3 separate regions of the Sus scrofa genome follow, and all the other regions are linked to region 2. Evidence: chromatin contacts called from public Hi-C data. All regions are on one chromosome and are shown on one strand. The core of a region is the stretch at or near the end of the contact, and the rest is flanking DNA. Distances in the headings are between cores, read along the strand shown.

Region 1 (2,839 bases), core at 23-2,522, 200 kb after region 2:
CTGGCCCAAGTCCCCCCAGACAGATGTCAGAGGTACTTTATGTTCCAGAGAGTAGGGGACTCTGGGTCTTAGGTCTGTGCTGACCCAAGACAGCTAGACTTGGGGCATGGGGTAGTGTGGGGCATGGGGTGGTCTCACCTAGGACCCAAGTATGTGTATGTTTGTATGAATGTATGTGGGTATGTGTAAGTGTGTGTGTGTGCACATGTGTGTGTGAAGCGATATGTTAGCATGTGTATACATGTGTGTGTGTAGGGGTGAGTGTGTGATTGTGTGCCAGTGAGAGTGTATATGCATGCATTTTTGTGTGTATGATGTTGTGAGTGTATGTACGTGGGTGTGAGTGTTTGCCTGGGAGTCATATGTGAGCAGGTGTGTTTGGATGTTTGTGAGTGTATATGGTGGTGCGAGGGTGGGCATGTGTTTGTGCTAATGTGTGTGAGTGTGTGTGTCAGTGATGGCTGCCCTGGGTGGGCAGGATCTGGCCTTATAGGCACAGGACCACTCTGCGAGGGGAGGGTGCCATTCTTTCATTGTCCTGATGGTGCCTGACACTTGGGCTCCCCACATTTTCGCAGGTGCTCCATGAGCTCGTCAACATCTGCCCAAAGCATCACAGTTAACAGAGGAGAAGCCCCAGCAAGCCAGAGGGGCTGGTACCCCCGTCCATCACTGCATCCCACACCCAGGGGAGACCTGGGAAAGAAGGCGGACCCCCAGCAACCAGGGAGGGAGAAGATTCCAGAAGAAGGGGGCAGAGGAAGTAGAAAGCTGCCCTGACTCCTGTAAATATTTGCTCTCCTTGAACCACGTCGGTTCTCAAGTGTTTCCTCCAACATCTGATCTGTCAGATCACACGCTCGTGTATGCATCTGATTTTCAGCTTCTCCTTTTCAACGAAGCCTGAAGGCGGTGGACCTCCCCTGCTAGGGACACAACTTAGTGAGCACTGGACAGCGCACATGTGCACAAACTCTTTTCCTTCATGAGCTGTCAGCAGTTCCCCTAAATGAATCATCAAACCGGTCTGAAATTCTTTAGTACAGAGGACTTTTTGTAATCCTCTGGAGACTGTGGGTGTGTGTCTTTTGCCCTAAGTACATGCACACACACACGTACACCCTCTTACGCTCTCACACATACAACACAGGCTCACATCTTTTCCTTTCGGGCTGTCATTTGCGCGTGGATCTGAAGATACTTTTGTCGTGACAATGAAGAATCACGTTAAGCTTCAATCAGATCCCGTTTCTCTTTTACAGGACTGCCTTTGCCCCTGTGAGGAGGACCTCAGCTGGGACTCGTGTGGGGGTGCACTGCGGTGGTGAACGGAGCGCCTTCCTGTGGGGGTTGCTGCCACTCAGAAATACAGAAATAACAGAGCAGGCGTGGGGTCATTTTGTTGGCAAGCAAGCCCTGGGTCCCAGCTCTGCAGCACCCCCGTCCCTCCCGAGGCTGGGCTGATGGACTTCATGGCTGTGCTTGCTGACTCTGCCCGCCACCCCCTTGTTTGCGAAAGTCCGGCTTGAATGCCCCACGTGTGAGTCATCGCCAAACGTCTTACATCACTCAGCTTCCTTTGAACTTCTGTTCATTTATTAGCCGCCCCCCCCCCCCTTTCTTGAACTTGTTGTGTGTAAGCGTATTGCCTGTTTCTGAATGTTTTCATCCTGAGATACCAGACTGCTGTGGGGTGTTGTTCCTATATCCATTAAAATGCCATGATGGGGGGTAACGCAGTGGAGAAGGACCAAGAGTCCCAAACTCCAGGGAAGACTCTGGCAGAAACGTACCCAGCCTGTAATTTCAGTCTGTTTTATGTCCCTCTCCTCATTTGCTTAAGACCCAATGCTTGTGTGACGTAGAGACCTTACATGTCTCCTTCACTGAGATGAAGGGTTCCCTGCATGCCTGCAGGGAACGTCAGGGTTATTAAGAGAACGAGAGGAAGAATGACAAGGAAATGACATTGTGTCTAGGTGTGTTTCTCTAAATCCACTGAAAACAGTATTCTCTGAACCTGTTCCCTCTTCCCACTTGCTGAGCGTGAGAGCAGGGGCTGTATTTACAAGTCCTGCGAGTGGCGCTGTCCAGCTTCTTCGTCCGGCCCAAGTGGGTGGACTGCAGGCTGGTGGGGCTGGACCATGTGGCCAAGTGCCAGCACCATCACCTGTAGTCTTGTTTGCTGATTAGACTGTCACAGAGCGTCCGGGACACCCCAGATGAAGGCTGCGTTCTTGGTTCTTGGGTGAGCAGGAGCCTCGCAGGGGATGAAGTGTGTGCAGTGTTGAATGACTGCCCCCAAGTGTCCTTCTGCGGGAGAGGAGTGCAAGAAGGCAGCCTGCTGCTGCCTCCCCTGGGAGAGGGCCTCTGTGGGTGGGGAGCGTGCAGAGAAGACCCGGGAGAAGGATGCTGTGTTGTGAGAGCTCAGTGGGAGCTTGACCATTGGAGGACCGCTTTGGAAAAGCAAGGAGCCCTGGCCATGCTTCTAGAACACAGCCAGGTGTCAAAAGTCTGCTCTCCCTTGTCAGACAAGCATTGTCACTCACCCTCTGGGGTCAAGCAGCCTCTTGGTGGAGGTGATGCCTGTAAGGCAGGCAGCTGTGCCTTGAGGGACAAACTGCTGTCCTGTGCTAGTACCCTCCTGGCCCACTGCTCCCCTTTTTTGTGAATTTCACAAAGGTGCCCTTCCAGGACTCACTCCTTTGGTGCCCCCAGCTGGGCACCTGGCCCAGATGAGCAAATCCCAGGCTGGGTCCGGACTCCTTTTCCCCGTGACTAGGCAGAAATCGGACCTGCAGATAATTTGCACACTGTCATCTTCCACCCAAGTTGGCAA
Region 2 (2,700 bases), core at 126-2,625:
TTGCAGCTTCATTTTATATAACAGTTGTATTGGCCAGTGTTGTTATATGTATTCCACAGCCGTTGAAAAGAAAGCACCCATTTCGTTTGTAGGGTTTAGATACAGTTTACAAAATACATTTTATTTATTATGTTCTTTTCCAGTTTTTGTGTATTTGAGCTGTCAGAGTGAAGAGAGGTAGGTTAAAGTACCCATTGATACTGTATTTCCTGTCAATTTCTTGTTTTACTCTCAAGTTTTCTTGTATACCTGGCCCTTGAACTACCAGGGGTTAGTGGTGCCAACCCCCCAGGCCGTGGGAAATGTGTGTGTAACTTTATAGTTATATGCAGGTTCCATATCTGCAGATTCAGCCAACCAAGGATCACGTAATACTGTAGTACACATTTACTGAAGAAAATCCCCATGTAAGTGGGCTTACACAGTTCAACCTCTATTGTTCAAGGGTTAACTGTATAAACATTTCAATTCCATGTTTTTTTGGTGCCTGGAGATGTCATGTGTCTCATTACGGTTTATACCATTTCATCAGGGTGACATAGCACATACTCCTATTTTCCCATGACATGTTTTTGCCATGAATTCTCTTTGACCTTATTGTGGTATGTTGAACCCTAATTCATTTGAACATCGTTTGCCTGATGTGTCTTACCCAGCCTTTTATTTTCTGCCTTTGAGTTGGTTTGTTATACGTGTTTATGTATCTTGTAGACATATACGGTTTGTAGGAACTTTTCTAAGAGATAATTTTATTCTATTTTTCACATTATTTATTTCAGTAAGAAATCCCATATAAATAAGTTTAATAGGCCCAGTGTCTTTTAGACTTACTTCTTGCTCAGCTCTTCTTGAAGTGAATTGTTTTTGCTTTTTGCCACTATATATTGTGCCAGATTTTGTTTCTATGGTACTGTGCGTAGGTTCAATATTTCCCTATATTTTTGTGTATATTTATAAGATACTTCTTTTTTAAAAGTTTTGTGTTTTATTACTTGCAATTTTTTTTTGGATGTGACATTGGCGAAGTCAGCCAGTTATCTTTATGGAGTTTCTCAGAAATAATCTTGGTCTGCTGGTGTGGTATGGTTGCCTATATTAGGAAATTATTAGGTATTGAAAACAATTTCTTATTTAATTTTACTGATTCTTATTTTTTTCCAAGCTTTGAAAATATTGATAGCATTATGAGAGCTACAATTAACTTACTAGGATACATAAAGAAAATTCACATTTGATACTGGTTCTAGCTATTATTTTTCCTTTGCATAAAAGATTATTTAAAACTTTTAAAAAGCATGAAGGAGTGCTTTAGGGAAGCTATTTTGGTCCTAGTCTCAAAGGACAGATTGCTATTCCTTTCCCACCCTAATGAAAGTAGGTCACTGGCTTTTGACATGTCTCCATGATGTGAGATTTATTTGATGTTCAAGTGCACTGTCTAGAAATAGTGATGCAATGTCAGCAAGGCCACTTTTCATTTCATGAACATAATTTCCAGTGCCCTGGAATTAATTTATTTCTTGACCTGTTAGTGGTTACACTTGGTCATGAGCATTTCAGAGGAAGAGGAAGCGTCTGGAAATGGTCATAGTCACCCTGTTAGATGATAAATTATGAGGTTTCTGTTCAGCTTGAAGATTTGACTTGTTGACGTTGATATCTTATGAAAAGCAAGGGGATATTTTATTAAGCAGACTTTTACCTGACGCCATGGTACAATTTGCATCCTGGCCTGGCATCTGGCTCATGTGGTCGAGAAAACTCACCTAATACATGTATTTTTGAATTCTGTTTTTCTGTGGCCAACTTTAAACTTGATTGGGTTCCCTGCTCCATTCATTAGCCAGAAGCAAATACTTGAAAAACAGGGAGTAACCATAGGACTCTTCTGTAATTATCTGTAGCACCTAATTGTCTGTAGGTCCTAAAATACCTGATATTTTAAATGAGCTACTTCGAAATCAGTTATGCATCAGTTCAGTGTTTTAGAAAGACATTGATAAAATATGTGAACTACCATAAAACTGGTAACCTCATTGCATGTGGACCCTGGAATGGACGGAATCCTCACTCAGGGGCCTTGGGAAAGTGACTTGCCTCTCTGTGCTTTCATCTCCCAATCCATAAAGTGTGATAGTCATCATGAGTATTTTATAATGGTATTATGGGGTGAAAGGAATAAACGGACATGCACTTTAAAGGTATTCTGGTAGGTAATGAGGACTCAATATGTGTAGTGGTTTAGTTTCTCATCATCAGTATCCTGCCTAAGCTGTTTGTGTTTATAAAGAAAGGTCTTTTTTTCTCTCGCTCCTTTTGCCCCTTCCTTGCTTAGCAGATTGTCCCTCTATTCTGTGTGGTTAGGGGTACCTGCTCCTCTTCAATTCTGCCAGAAGGGCAAGTCTTGGGCATAGCGTCATTTGCCTTGCTCAGGAAGTGTATTCCAATGGGGTTTTCCACATAGCCTAGCTTAATTGAACAGCAGCTTTTCCAAACTGTAGAATTAAAGCGTAAAGCTTGGTAAGGCAGTTTTGTGGATTTGGGCGTATTTTCGGTGCTTCAGTTTCATATATTTGTCTGTTTACTAGATGTTTTTCTTCTCTGCATTATATAAAGTTCATTTTCATCTTATCATTAGTGTTAATTTACATAGGTTTATTTAGTATGGATTTAAGTTATTTATTTATTTCACTTTTTTTT
Region 3 (2,864 bases), core at 302-2,801, 150 kb after region 2:
TTTCTGCCTGCACTGGAATGTTGTCTGGCATGTCCGTGAACCCAAACCAAGACACATAACACTGGGCAGTTCTGTGAAAAGAGTGCAGAAACCCAGACAAGTATAACCACGTTGAGGTTGAAATTGAGTCATTTAATATTGCCTCTTTCGTCTGAACCTGAGGAATTCCTTCCCCCACCACAGCCCTACCCTGTGTCAGCCTGGGTGTCACACTCTCCCTGTCTGGGCCCTGCAGCTCCATCCCACCCCCAGCACCCACAGAAAACCACCAACCGGGGCAATGGTACACCCGGCTCCAGTGGGCTCTCTAATGAATGCCTGCGGGATTACAGAAGCCACTCCATTTAGAGTCCCGGGTTAATACAATGGGAACAGGCCTCTGGTAATTCGAGTTTATCCCCCTCACTAAGCCAGCACAACTGTTTGGCTAGAATGGGAAGCACGGGGTATGGAATTTGCTTATGAAAAGCCATTGCCATTGCTGGGCATGGTGACATTCTGTGATGACAAGATAATCACTGGCCTGGGGTGGGTCATCTGGCCAGGAGGAGAAGGCCTGGGTGTCCCTCTTGGGAAGAGCTAGAGGGGGAGCTGGGGTGGTCCAGGAGGGCCCCTGCTTGGCTGCTGCTCTCTGTCCTCCAGCCCAGGGCTCACAGGGGCAGCTCCCTCCCTGGGAGCACCGAGGAATTCAGGCTGCGCTGACTCCATGTGGCAAAGCCATCACCAAGGGCAGTCTCTTCCCAAGCCTTCCCCACACCCTTGTTTTCCCCGGGGCCCTGGGCCACCACCAGATCCCTGCCATGGCTGGCTGGAGCCCGACTCCCACAGCCAGGATGGCCTGTCCTCCAGACTTTTCCAAGGGGGCCAGTCTGAGTGGCGTTGGTGGTATAGTGGTGTTTATAGCTGCTTTCCAAATGGGCCAGTCCGCCCTCCTGCACTTGGCTTTGTCCACAGAATCCACTTCCCCTTTTTAATTTTATTTTTATTTATTTGTTTTTCTTTTATATGCAAGTTTCTGGGCTAGGGGTCCAATTGGAGCTGCAGCTGCCAGCCTACACCACAGCCACAGCAGCACTAGATCCGAGCCCCGTCTGTGACCTATACTGCAGCTAGAGGCAACATCGCAGCTGTAACCTACTGAGCGAGGCCTGGGATCAAACCTGCACCCTCATGGATACTAGTTGGTGTCTTAACCTGCTGAGCCACAGTGGGAACTCTTCCTTTTTAAAATGTGTTTATGACTCCAGTACTTGAGGAGGCTCAGCAATCCCTTGATGCTTTGGTGGCTCTGAGTGTGCCTGGTGCTGTCACAGCCCCCTTGGACCTGGGGGTCATGGGGTTTGGGTGGACACTCAGTCTCCTGATCTGGTGCTGCCTGTATAGGTGTATAAATGTGCTGACCAGAGGCACTTCTTGCTGCAGGTGTGGGCTTGCAGTTATAGAACCAGAAACCTGTGACTGCCCCACAGGTTGGTGCCTTCACCACAGCTGAGACCTGACTAAACAGCACCCCCAACCTCTGGCATGCAGAAACAGAGACAAGCCAAAGACCAGAGGGAAACGAGCCATTTTGGAAGGGCGTATATTTCTCAAATGGAAGGAAAACACAAAACAAAGTAATGAGGAAACTGGGACAAGTTGAAAAATCCACTTGGCAATCAAGAATTGTATTTGTTTTAAGTTGATGAAGAGTTTTGAAACACTGAGCTGGGTCAGGATTTGGAGGCTGAAGGGTCAGAGGGAAGGCTCTTAAAAGTGATGTTGAAAAATTCAACTGAGGCTGAGCAAGGCCAGATCCTTAACCCACTGAGCGAGGCCAGGGATCGAACCTGCAACCTCATGGTTCCTAGTCAGATTTGTTAACCGCTGCGCCACGACAGGAACTCCCTAAAACCCTCCAGTTTTGTATGAGCTCCCTTTTGAGTAAGAAGGAAAAGAAGAATATCTATGAATGTGTGTCTTTTTATGCAGAACTTGGTTGTTCTTTATTTAATACCTACAGAGTTAGACTTTAAAAAAAAGTTCATATATTTCTTTTTAATAAAACATACTTGTTACTGTTTAGTTTAAAAGCAAACTTTGAGTTTGTTGTTTTTGTTTTTCTCTTTTGCCTTTTCTAGGGCCACTCCAGCGGCATATGGAGGTTCCCAGGCTAGGGGGTCTAACCGGACCCGTGGCCACCAGCCTACGCCAGAGCCACAGCAACTTGGGATCCGAGCCATGTCTGCGGCCTACACCACAGCTTGAGGCAATACCGGATCCTTAACCCACTGAGCGAGGCCAGGGATCGAACCTGCAACCTCATGGTTCCTAGTCGGATTCGTTAACCACTGCGCCACAATGGGAACTCCAAAAGCAAACTTTGAATTTTATCTTATTAATAAAAAACCTAGAATACCTTTTCCTTTTTTCAGCCCAAAGTAAGAGTTTGATAGAAAAAATTTTATGCTATAGTTTGTCAAGTACACTTAACGAATTAATGTTTCAAGATATTTTATTTACTTTTCCTACATTTCATTGCATAGAATTCCCTCAGGGGTAGGATAGAGCGTTTATTTCTGTGCTGTTAAATCTTTAATCTGTCAGACATTGAAATGTTTTTCCACATCTTGCTTTAGTTTATATTTTAAAAGTATTTAAGGTAATTGGCCGTTGTGTTATGCCTTATTTCCTTCTGATTTTTAGTGCCAAACTTTCAGAAAAGGTTAAGGATGTGACTGGACTTTACACATGAAAGAATTAAACACTTGTGTAAAAAAAAAAAATTCAACTGAGAAAATTTCAAGATCTCTGAGACTTTATTCAATGATTCATGAATCAGGCAGCATTCTATCTAGTGCTATCTAGAAAGGAGCTCTGAGGAG

Evidence for each region. Hi-C and Micro-C count contacts between places; a contact is called where the count stands out from the background.
Region 1: a Hi-C map of liver shows a contact between it and region 2, with 1.6 times the contacts expected there. The contact joins two enhancer-like sites. A contact is called at or near these places in 1 of 5 promoter capture datasets (liver), 1 of 47 Hi-C or Micro-C datasets (liver) and 1 of 2 datasets of contacts at active chromatin or transcription factors (alveolar macrophages).
Region 3: a contact with region 2 is called in a Hi-C map of liver, with 2.1 times the contacts expected there. The contact joins two enhancer-like sites. A contact is called at or near these places in 3 of 47 Hi-C or Micro-C datasets (embryonic fibroblasts and liver).

Annotation. Positions count from the first base shown.
Region 1 is chr14:2,257,329-2,260,167 of Sscrofa11.1, reverse strand. No RefSeq gene overlaps it. Among named protein-coding and RNA genes, the nearest start is that of SYK, 160 kb to the right of the region's middle. Within about 2 kb of position 1,272, at least 35 of the 83 cell types and tissues checked have an H3K27ac peak or open chromatin away from gene starts, as enhancers often do. A contact at or near this core is called in liver, where this site is marked.
Region 2 is chr14:2,462,461-2,465,160 of Sscrofa11.1, reverse strand. All of the region lies in intron 4 of AUH (methylglutaconyl-CoA hydratase, mitochondrial), which reads left to right. Among named protein-coding and RNA genes, the nearest start is that of AUH, 83 kb to the left of the region's middle. Within about 2 kb of position 1,375, at least 4 of the 83 cell types and tissues checked have an H3K27ac peak or open chromatin away from gene starts, as enhancers often do. A contact at or near this core is called in liver, where this site is marked.
Region 3 is chr14:2,309,043-2,311,906 of Sscrofa11.1, reverse strand. No RefSeq gene overlaps it. Among named protein-coding and RNA genes, the nearest start is that of SYK, 210 kb to the right of the region's middle. Within about 2 kb of position 1,551, at least 1 of the 83 cell types and tissues checked has an H3K27ac peak or open chromatin away from gene starts, as enhancers often do. A contact at or near this core is called in liver, where this site is marked.